Linked DNA regions of Oryzias latipes: region 1 is linked to region 2. A link is a contact called in public Hi-C data. All regions are on one chromosome and are shown on one strand. Each heading gives the region's core, a stretch centred on a gene start, on an enhancer-like site or on the middle of the called end of the contact. The rest is flanking DNA. Distances are from core to core; before and after follow the strand shown.

Region 1 (4,750 bases), core at 1,513-4,012, 350 kb before region 2:
TAGACACTCAAAACTAAAACATGTTCAACACCTCACAGCTAAATACCATTTTAGATTGGAGGCTTGTTTCAGTCGAGACATGCACACAGAAATGCATTTCCCCTTTGAGAGTCCTACTCTACACAAAAGAAAAAAAAGGAAAAAAAGGGGAAATCCACCAAAACGAAAAGCATCAAGCGGTCCACATCTGAGAATAAAAAAACCTAATTCCTGGTTGTTTGGCTCCCAGCCCTACGTCGATTTCACAAACGTCATTTTAACCTCGTGTTTCCGTTCTTCAGCCGTAGATTCTGAGTCAGCCACGCCGTGTTCTGGAGATTTCTCTTTCTGGGTTGGATCACAATCTTTGTCCCGACTTTCTTTGGGCGTCTCTTCCGTGGTGGACTTCAGTGACTTAACTTCTCCGGCCTGACCGTCCACTGCTGTAGACGTTGGAGTTTCTGGCTGAGCTTCAGGCTGGAAAAGGAGAATACAAGAAGCTTAAAGTGTCAGTGATGAATCCGTCCACCGTTCAACTTTTGACTATAACTTTTTAACATCTACTTATTGATTTAAGTCGTATCAAGATAAGGCTGTTGTGTTGAGCAAGACTTTAGATTAGCATTTAACAGGAAAACAAACCAAGGTTGACACTGTATAAGAAAAACATCACAGAAAAGACTAGATTATTATTGAACTACAACGGTAAACGTTACACCACCAGCAGAAAATATTTAAGTATGTGACAGAATTGAAGAACACATTTACCTCATATTACAAGTTACTTAATAAATGTACACTTATGAGCTACTTACCTACAAAATGATTTGAACTGCAGCACAACAACTTAAAGCTACTTTGACATTTAAAGCAGAACAAAACGACAGTAGATCAACATTTAGGTTTGTTGACTGTAAGATTAAATAAAACTTTGTTCTTATTGTGCTTTCATTTGGCATCAAATGAACTCCTACAAAACATTTTTCTTTTTAGATTCAGTCAAAGGTTTTGTTTTAATACCACTAAGGTTTTCAGCGTCTCTAAAGCGTTTTGTGTGTGAGAGCTATCACTTACACAGCTGCTGATCAGGTACTAAACTCATTCTAGTTAAAAAGTGATCTAACAGCTACAACACTTCATTTTTTTTGCATTGTTGCTTTTTTAATAACACTGTGCAATAGTGTATGTAACCTATTTAAGGAACTGATCAAGGCCAGATCTTTCTGATGTGATAAGTAAAATCTGAGTTTCTTTTCCTTCAGACCAATGACTGCTCTGAGATGTGCTGCAACGAAAAGTTACAAAGAGAAAAATGGAATGGCTTAAATTTGTTTGGAAAAACAAAAACAATGGACTTCGTTGTGGAAAATTGGCTAACTGACACCAAACATCTCCAGATTTTTCGTCTTTTAAGTCAGAGCGCTCATATTAAGCATTTCAATTTTAGTGGTTTTGAACCATCATCTTCACCTCACTGAAACCCAGACCACAGTGTCTCCGGTCCCGGCCTGTCACCCTTCCCTCCATGCCCTGCTGATACTGCATCTCCAGGTCCTCGTTCATCTTCCTATCTTCTTGCCCTGCAGCAAAGAAACCAGCTGTTCAGGGTATAGGTCCGGTTTGATGCACTGACTGCATCAACGAGGCTGCATAAAATCAGTTTACATTCACAGAAACGAAGCTGCATTTTGTCAAATGAAAAAGCTCACCGCTTCGAAAATGCGACGTTGACTTGTGATCACCGATAACGAGACGGCCAGTGTGCTCTTTCTGATAGGACACATAAAGTTAGAAAAACTTTTAGAACATTGATTATGAGTCACCAAAAAGGAGAAAGATGATGTATTAAAATACAAACCAACCTTGCTTGCACCCATGAGCCGTAAAAACTTTTGTTTCCTTTCATCACTTCCCAGGTCTACAGCAGCCCACTGGGTGTCCTGCAGGAACACGCAGATTTGAACTAATTTGTTTTGCTCACGTTACTAATAAAATGTCAAAGTTTTTTATATTAAGCAACAGTTCCAACAATTTTCTAAACCTATCAAAAATTTAAAAGTAACTTAAAATACAGCATTATGAAAATAGGTTTGATTAGTATTTTTAACCACAAATTTAACCACTAACACAGACTGTATTGATAATTGAGGCCAAACATGTTTCTTTGCCACTATTATAACTGCACACATCACATTTATTGTCACAGCAGAAAACAAAAAAAGAAATAAACTATCACATTAACCTGCCAATTATCTTTTATTAAAACAATCACAAAAACATCAACTTAGCTATAATAATTTGTACTTTTAAAAACAAGTGCTTTTGGGAGATAATAAACAGTGGGTAAACAGTGCTCGGGCCTAAACTCACTTTGAATAATTCAGTCTGAAGTGTACGAAGCAACAGATTTACTTGATTCTCTAGAATTTGACCATAAAGTTCTAAATAAATAAGCTTCACAAAGGTGGTGGGAGAGTTAGACCTTTTCTTTCATTTATGGTGTGCGTGTGTTCACGTTTAGACGAAGATCATGAGAGGTAGTAAGTAACAACACCGTTAGCCAACTTGCTAGCGGGGCAATAATATGTAATGTTTGCATTTCTCTGACTTGTATATCTTTACTCACTTGAGTGGGGGATGCCGGACGTTTTGTGCCGTGTTTGTCCACAGGAGAAGACATTATGAAGGACAGTTTTTACTAAACGGGCTTATGAGAAGCATGCCACCACCTACTACAAGCTAGCTGGGGTTGTCAACACTCGCTCTTTTTCAACGTCACTTCCGGTTCTCTCTCTCTCTGTCTTTCTTTGGGGGGGGGGGTGTCACTCACTACTGTGTGATCAAAAAAAATGACACATACAGGGCCTATTACTATTATTGTTGTTTGGTCTTATATGTGTGTTTGATATTTGCAATTGTTTCTTTATTGTGCAACTGAATGTGAATTTCTGTAATTTGAAAAATGTGAAATAAAGTTTCATGGAAAAAAAACATTGTGTGAGAGTTCGCTTTGCAAGAAACAATGCTGCCACCTTCTGGAAGGATGTATTAACTCCAGACGTAATTAAAAAAATCATCACATAAATGAATGTAGATTTATAAAATAGAAAAAATAGGAAATCTATAAAGACACTGGTAAAGCATAAAAAAGAGAAAGTTTAGGCTTAAAACAAACTGCCCATTAGCCTATTAACCAACATTAAAAAGGAAAGTTTGTAATGCAAATTAGGTCTTAAACTAATGAAAAGTTCAGCTCTGGAATCACTACTCATGCTGCAGACTCTTTAGTAGGTTAAAACAAACATATACAATCTCCTTGTTCCTTTATTAAACTGAAATTCCCCCCCAGTCCATCTGCCAAGTCTGTTAAAAAGTCGTGTTGTTACACTTGTACCCTTACATTCTTCTTATTCCTTGTTTTTTTAAAATGTCAACTTGGCTTCTCCTTATAGAAATGTTAGTCCCCGCCCTTCTTTGAAGCCGTTTGCTTTAGATCATAAATTAAAGTACAAAAAACCAACCGTCAATCATATCATTAAATGCTGCGCCATCCTGAACCCAAAAACGTCCATCTGACATGTCACTGTAAGGGTGGGGTCATCTCAGATAGCACAAGGGTTAAATGACAACCAGTGCCACGTTAACGTTGTTGTTGGCCCCAGGCTGTTATTTGTCAAGGCCTGTATCCTGATGACCATCCAAACAGCATTTGAAAAAAGGAGAAACACCAACTTCCATGATGCTCCTCTTCTGCCTTGCAGACCGCACTTTTAACAAATCTAAAAAAATAACAGTTTACTCCATGAAGTGCTGCAAATTTCATTTAATGCTCAACTTTTTGACCATAAGTGTCATGGTGCTTCTGTCAGACTCCTCCCCCTCCAGCTCTGCTCCACTCTGCTCCTGATTGCCACCAGCTGCCGTCACTCCACTCATCACCCTCTGCTGCCTTAAAAGGAGACCCAACGCCACAATCCAACACCAGTTAGTTGCCCATTATGCTGACTAGTCTGGTCTCGTCTAGTTCTAGAATACTTTGGCTTGCATTTAGTTCTGGCTCTAATTCTGTTCTCCTGCCTCAGGAATTCTACCCACGAGTGACGTCAGTGTGGACCTACTACCTTGCTGTCCTGAAGGACCGGAAGACCACTCGGACTACACTGACCGCGTTTGTACCTTCAGCCATGCCACAAGCCCTCCACTGCTCCGGACCACGTCTCGCCAAAATCATGACTACCACTGGAGAAATAAATCATTCTTACCTGTCCTCATTCTGGGTTCCAGCACCTGGGTTCGCCTAGCTTGGAAATCAACCACCCGATCTTTGAAAAATCTTTGGCGTAGTCATGAATGTAGAGGCGCCATCAGGCATCAATTAGTCTGGCAGGGATGAAATTGGGTGACAGCTGGGCGGCCACAGGGCGGCGGCAGCTCTGACTGGACGATGTGTAAATGTCTCCAGATGACGGCCGTCCATGTTAAATGCCACCAGCCACACAGTAACCCAAGGGATATATAAAAAGTGGGCCATTCTGCAATTCAATTTATTTGTATAGCCCAAAATCACAACAGTCATCTCGATGGGCTTTGTGCAGACAAGTGTAGGGTAAAACATAAAATCAAAAGGATCATGAACACACAATTCAATAGATTCTAAACTAACTAAACTAAAACTGGACATTCCTGCCTATAGACCCTCCTACGCGGTAAAAACAAAGAAACCTCAGGGGTGACTGCATGAAGGAGAGATCCTCCCCCAGGACAGACAGGC
Region 2 (5,274 bases), core at 1,790-4,289:
GCCTGAAATGTCCCGTTCCCCTCCCCACGCGTGTCCGTCATGTGTCCATGGTTGAAACTTTGTCAGCATTAAGATCCTGACATCAGAATAAATCAGAACACGGTTCATGGAAAAGATTCGATTTTTTTTTCTTTATTTCAAGCATTAATTGTAGTCAATACATTTTAAAAAATCACACATATTTATCAAACTCCTGACAGAAATGATGAAAAGCATAGATGAAAAAGGAAGAAAGACAAAGACACACTTAAGTCACATTTTCTTAATTAAATATAGTGATCATTAACTAAATTCAAGCAGAGCTTGATTTATTGAATGCTTGAAAAAGAGTTGGAAGAAGCAAGTTTATATAATCCCACCCCGACTGAGTTCATTCATTTTGTAGTTTTACATAGTTTTTGAGGAAGTAAAGAAAAGAAGAATGACGCCGTATGTGGCTCATCTATTGACCCCCCTCATTTGGCATCACCTTGAATGAGAAAAAAACTGAAGAGCGTTTTCACTTAACTTTCAATTAATCCAGCCATCAACTTTGATGCTTGAGGATGCTGTGTTATTGCCATAACATTACTTTTCTCAATTTAAATAATGACATTATTTTAGAAAACTTGTAATAGTTAAAGAGAAAATCAGTCAACTTTAAAAGTCTCTTGAGCAGCTCCTCAGGGATTCTTGATAAAGTGGCATCAGTGGAAATGTGGCTGAGGAGAAACCAGACAAACAGACACACAGCTCATGTTTCAAACATGTCACACTCTACGACAGGCAGAGTTGATTCTAAATTACTAACTGAAGCTCTCCTTTAATCAGCATTTAAATAATGTATTGATATTTTTGTTTTCTTTTAAACTGGCTTTATTCAAACAAGAAAAGCCTCTCATCAGGTTAACTTGATCTCTCTGAAAGCGCAGACAAAAGCACAATAAGGTGCAGTTTACCTTTTTATGGCTAAACCGGATTTATCTGAGCTGACAAGACAAGCAACATAAATGCAAACACACAATATGTTTGCAGAAAAACAACTTGAAGCACAAAACCGTGCCATTTCTTGTGACTGAATGATGACACAGATTTTTCATGCCTTTGTCAACATTTTTTATTTTCTAGGTCATTTTCTAAAACAATGTGAAAATTACTGGAGATTAAAAACTGATAAATGCACCTGAAACTCAAAGTGTAGATCAGATGGTAGTTTGTGACTAAATCTTTACATTTTTCCCAAAAAAAAATGCAGGGAGCATGCAAACAACACCTCCAATTGACTGCTGCCATCTAGTGGTCATCTGAAGACACTACCATAGTTGAGCCAAAGGAAACAACGACTGAAGTAAAAGAAAAATATAAAAAAGAATGTTCAAACTTAAGTAATGTAGAATTTTTTTTATCCTCAGAGTAATTCTTACTCCTTAAGATGTAACTGTGTTTTTTAGCCTATCCAAACACAGATTTGTTTTTGCACAAATCTAAATGTGCTAAAGGATTATAGTTTCTTTCAACAAACTGCATGAACGCACTTGAGAAATTCCTCCATTATTTGTTACTTTAGGAAAATACTTATTTACAATGGAAGTGTAAAGACAGCAGGAAAATGGAAAAGGGGTGGGCTTTAATAAACTCATGCCCACATTTTGTTAGAAATATTTTCATTCTTTCGTTTTTATTGTTATGATGTCATTTAATGTTTTTATTTATTTATTTATTTATTTTTTATTATTTAAACAGTATTTCCTTGCTGGAATTGTATCTGCATGTTAGAAGATAAAATCAATAAATTAATCCCCCCAAAAAGTTGTTACCACAATACAAACTTGAATGAAGAAACAGTCAACCCTGACGTTGGAATTAATAACATTGTTTTGTTTTGTTTTGCTTCAATACTCTTTATTTAGGATTCTTTTTACCAAGAAATGTTGATGCAACCTCTTTCTCCATTTCTCGGCTTTCCTTCTTCAAATTCATGTGTAAAGAAACCGCAGCGGGGTAAACGGTGACTATAACACAAATATGACAAATGCTGCTGCTGTTGTTCGCCTGTCAGCACATCCCTTCAGGGGTCACCTCAGAGATCAGCTTTCAAATAAATAAATAGACTACAGGGATGATGTGGAAATGATGTGAATTTAACCTGTCTGCTCTGAAAGCTCGTTAAGTAATTGAACACAAACTTCCTACAAAATCACCAGAGGGTGAAATATTCAGACTGAAAACAATATAAAATCATGCAAAACTTTATTATTTATTTGCAGATTTTTGCAGGTTTGCTGCACTGTTTTTTATCTTTGTTTTAGTTGATTAAAGTTTTAGAACAATAAAACTACTAACAGTTTTCTTCATGTCCAGATACAACTGTCATTAAATCAGTGTCTTTAGCACAATCACATCTCAACCATGTGGTCCAGATAGTAAATTATGAAATACCACCATTGCAGAATAAGATGCCGAAATCAATCTTTGGTTTGAAGCATGTGCAGTGACATTTGGATTTTCTTTTCCTTTGGTAAAGACATGCATGTTTCACGCTTAACCTAGTACTGTTGCACAACTAGACATGCTTGTTTTAAAAATATTAAACATCAAAATTGATAGAAAAACATTTACTCTTTAGATACTATTTGACCATAAAGACTTTTATAGAATTTGTTTCTTGTGAAATTATTGTTTATTGTTTTTAAAGTGATGGTTTTTGTACCCCAAAAAATGTTTAAAAGGAAAAAAAAGGGAAAAAATAAGGAAAAGAATTATTAATATTAAGTATTTCAGTGGGGGTTCAGTGTCTTGCCCAAGTATTAAGCATCTTACACAATATTTTAAATAATATGGTTTTTAATTAGTCTATTAACTGGTATGGACGCCATTAGGTTAGTAACGTTTTTTTATATTTTTAAAGTTTAGAAGAATTGTCTAACTAGTATTTTAATTCTGACGTATTACTTGTGTTTTGTTTATTATGTTGACATTTAAACCACGAGTCTGTTTGTTTGTGTTTTAATCCTATTCTATTCTATTCTATTCTATTCTATTCTATTCTATTTTATTCTGCTCTATTCTATAGCTCTGCTGGTTCTGTTCGGCTCTTCAAAGGCATCGATCATTGAAATCATCGATCGTTTGAAATCGGCTTTCTGCTGCTTTTCCCTGCCGTCTGCCGAGGAACCCAGGAAACTAAATCGAGATCCCGGCGCAGGCGGAGGAAGCGAGACTTTAGCAGAGATGGTAAGTGTGAGGGAAATTTAACGACAAATCCTCCGTTCGGTACCAGAAAACGTTTCTAGGAATGTAAGAAAACGCATTCGATCCTAAACTGTTACTTTTTAAGCCTCAAGAAATTGTTAAAATATTTCCATGCTAAAGTTAGCTTAGCTAAGTTGGTCTGCACTGTGAGTAAGCAAAACAGCCGCTAACATTAGCTTTAAGTATTAGCTCACTCTAAACAATAGAAGTTAGTTAAGTACTTTAAACTGTTAAAGTAAAACAGGTTTAATAGTGAGAAAACATTGCAAATAGCAGATTAGAAATGTAATATTTTTGGAATACCTTGTTGCGAACAAGCTAATCCTAACAGCTAGCTAAAAGTTAGCATCGGGAGTCCAGTCATGTCTTCACTTTCGTTTTTCTTCAGCTCTTCGCTTTCTTCTAGATTTAAAAACACAACGTAGTCCGTCAGTTATGGAGTTACAGCCATTGGGATCATTTCACGTATCATGATGATGATATTCATATTAAATCATTTGATTTTATTACAGATAATAAGAACCGAACTAAATTAGTAGAAGCAGCAGGTAGCTAGCTGGTTTGCTGCATCCACTGCTGGATTCAATCGTTTTTCTTGAGGATGACACGAACAGGTTGATTAATTATTCAGTCTGTAGTAATTGAAACGCGTCCTTCCAATCCTTATGAGACGTTCTGACCGCGAACACGGTGCAGTTGGTTTGGAGTCTAGAGACGAGAACACTAACCGTACTAATGCAGGACAACTATGTAAGCCTGGCTGTAGATCATGAGAAGGATGCTGTGTTATTATCATAACGCGCGTTTGTGTTCCCTCCTAGTTCCGCAATCAGTACGACAACGACGTAACGGTATGGAGTCCTCAGGTAAGCTGCCCTTTACTTACTGGAGCGTGTGTTGTTGTTTGTGTGTTGGTTTTGTCCGGCTGTGTGTAGTTTGACTGTTTGGTTTGTCGGTGCAAACGCAGGGCCGCATTCATCAGATCGAATATGCCATGGAGGCTGTGAAACAAGGTTCTGCAACCGTCGGACTGAAGTCCAGAACTCACGCGGTCCTGGTTGCACTTAAGGTAACGTCACTCAACACGACTAGAACTGCTGCCAGCCTCCATTACGCTGAAACGGCTCTTTTCACGTGCTCAACTCTCCTTTAGTGTTATTTGAGCCTTAACCTCCATGACAGTGTTTGGTTACACCCATTAATATTCATACTAGCCGGCACTTTCCTGTCTTTCTTATTAATTAAAACATGTCGTTAAAGATCTGTAACACACCACACATTACTGTTGTGCCTTTTTGGTCTGCAGAGAGCCCAGTCTGAGCTGGCTGCCCACCAGAAGAAGATCCTTCATGTTGATAACCACATTGGCATCTCCATTGCTGGACTGACGGCGGACGCTCGGCTGCTCTGGTGAGTTGCAGCGACTTCCATGGACCTGAACATTTTTTCCATGTTTTCTTGTGTTAAACTTCTTGTGTTTGGGGAGAAATGTCACTTTTCATGGGTGTCAACTGTACATCTAAACACTAACATTGGTTAATTTATGGCGTTACACAGATGACAAACAGATATAGAAATCACAGGAGAGCAAGGCCCTCTACAAGCTCTTGGTAAAAGTATTTAATATATGAAAGACTGGATGTGCCTCAATTACTTCAGCTGAACAAACACAAAACTGAGGTTATTGCCTTGGCTGATGTTATTCGCATGTATTTACTTGCAACCAGCACAAAAACTGCAGCCAAGATGCGCATTGCCTGCACGCATTTTAAGTGCATCCATTTTTACATTTTGTCGTATTTAAAATGAAAGTTAAAGCTACGCTCCTGGATTGGTGAACAGTGTTCTCTGCGTTTGATCCATCCACTGGAGAAGCGATGAGCTGCAGAAACACATATTTGGAAAATGATGAATAGACACTTTTTGTTGTGTTTGGGGCTAAAGAGAAGTGGTTTGATGTCATATAGAGCTTCAATCTATTCATCTAAAAACCACCAACTAGGCCAGAAACATGGGTGTAGTCATGGATACAGTCCTATGTTT

The links. A called contact is a pair of places that touch in the nucleus more often than the background predicts.
Region 1: a contact with region 2 is called in a Hi-C map of embryo, with 2.7 times the contacts expected there. The contact joins the promoter of c6h11orf58 here to the promoter of psma1 in region 2. A contact is called at or near these places in 3 of 5 Hi-C or Micro-C datasets (embryo and fibroblasts).

What each region holds. Positions count from the first base shown.
Region 1 is chr6:7,894,905-7,899,654 of ASM223467v1, reverse strand. c6h11orf58 (small acidic protein) reads right to left here and starts at 2,762. Exons shown (of 5, transcript XM_004069394.4): 1 at 2,606-2,762; 2 at 1,842-1,919; 3 at 1,689-1,749; 4 at 1,450-1,559; 5 at 1-456. The coding sequence starts at 2,659. The coding sequence ends at 232.
Region 2 is chr6:7,545,678-7,550,951 of ASM223467v1, reverse strand. psma1 (proteasome subunit alpha type-1) reads left to right here and starts at 3,039. Exons shown (of 10, transcript XM_004069392.2): 1 at 3,039-3,213; 2 at 4,053-4,097; 3 at 4,199-4,300; 4 at 4,538-4,641. The coding sequence starts at 3,211.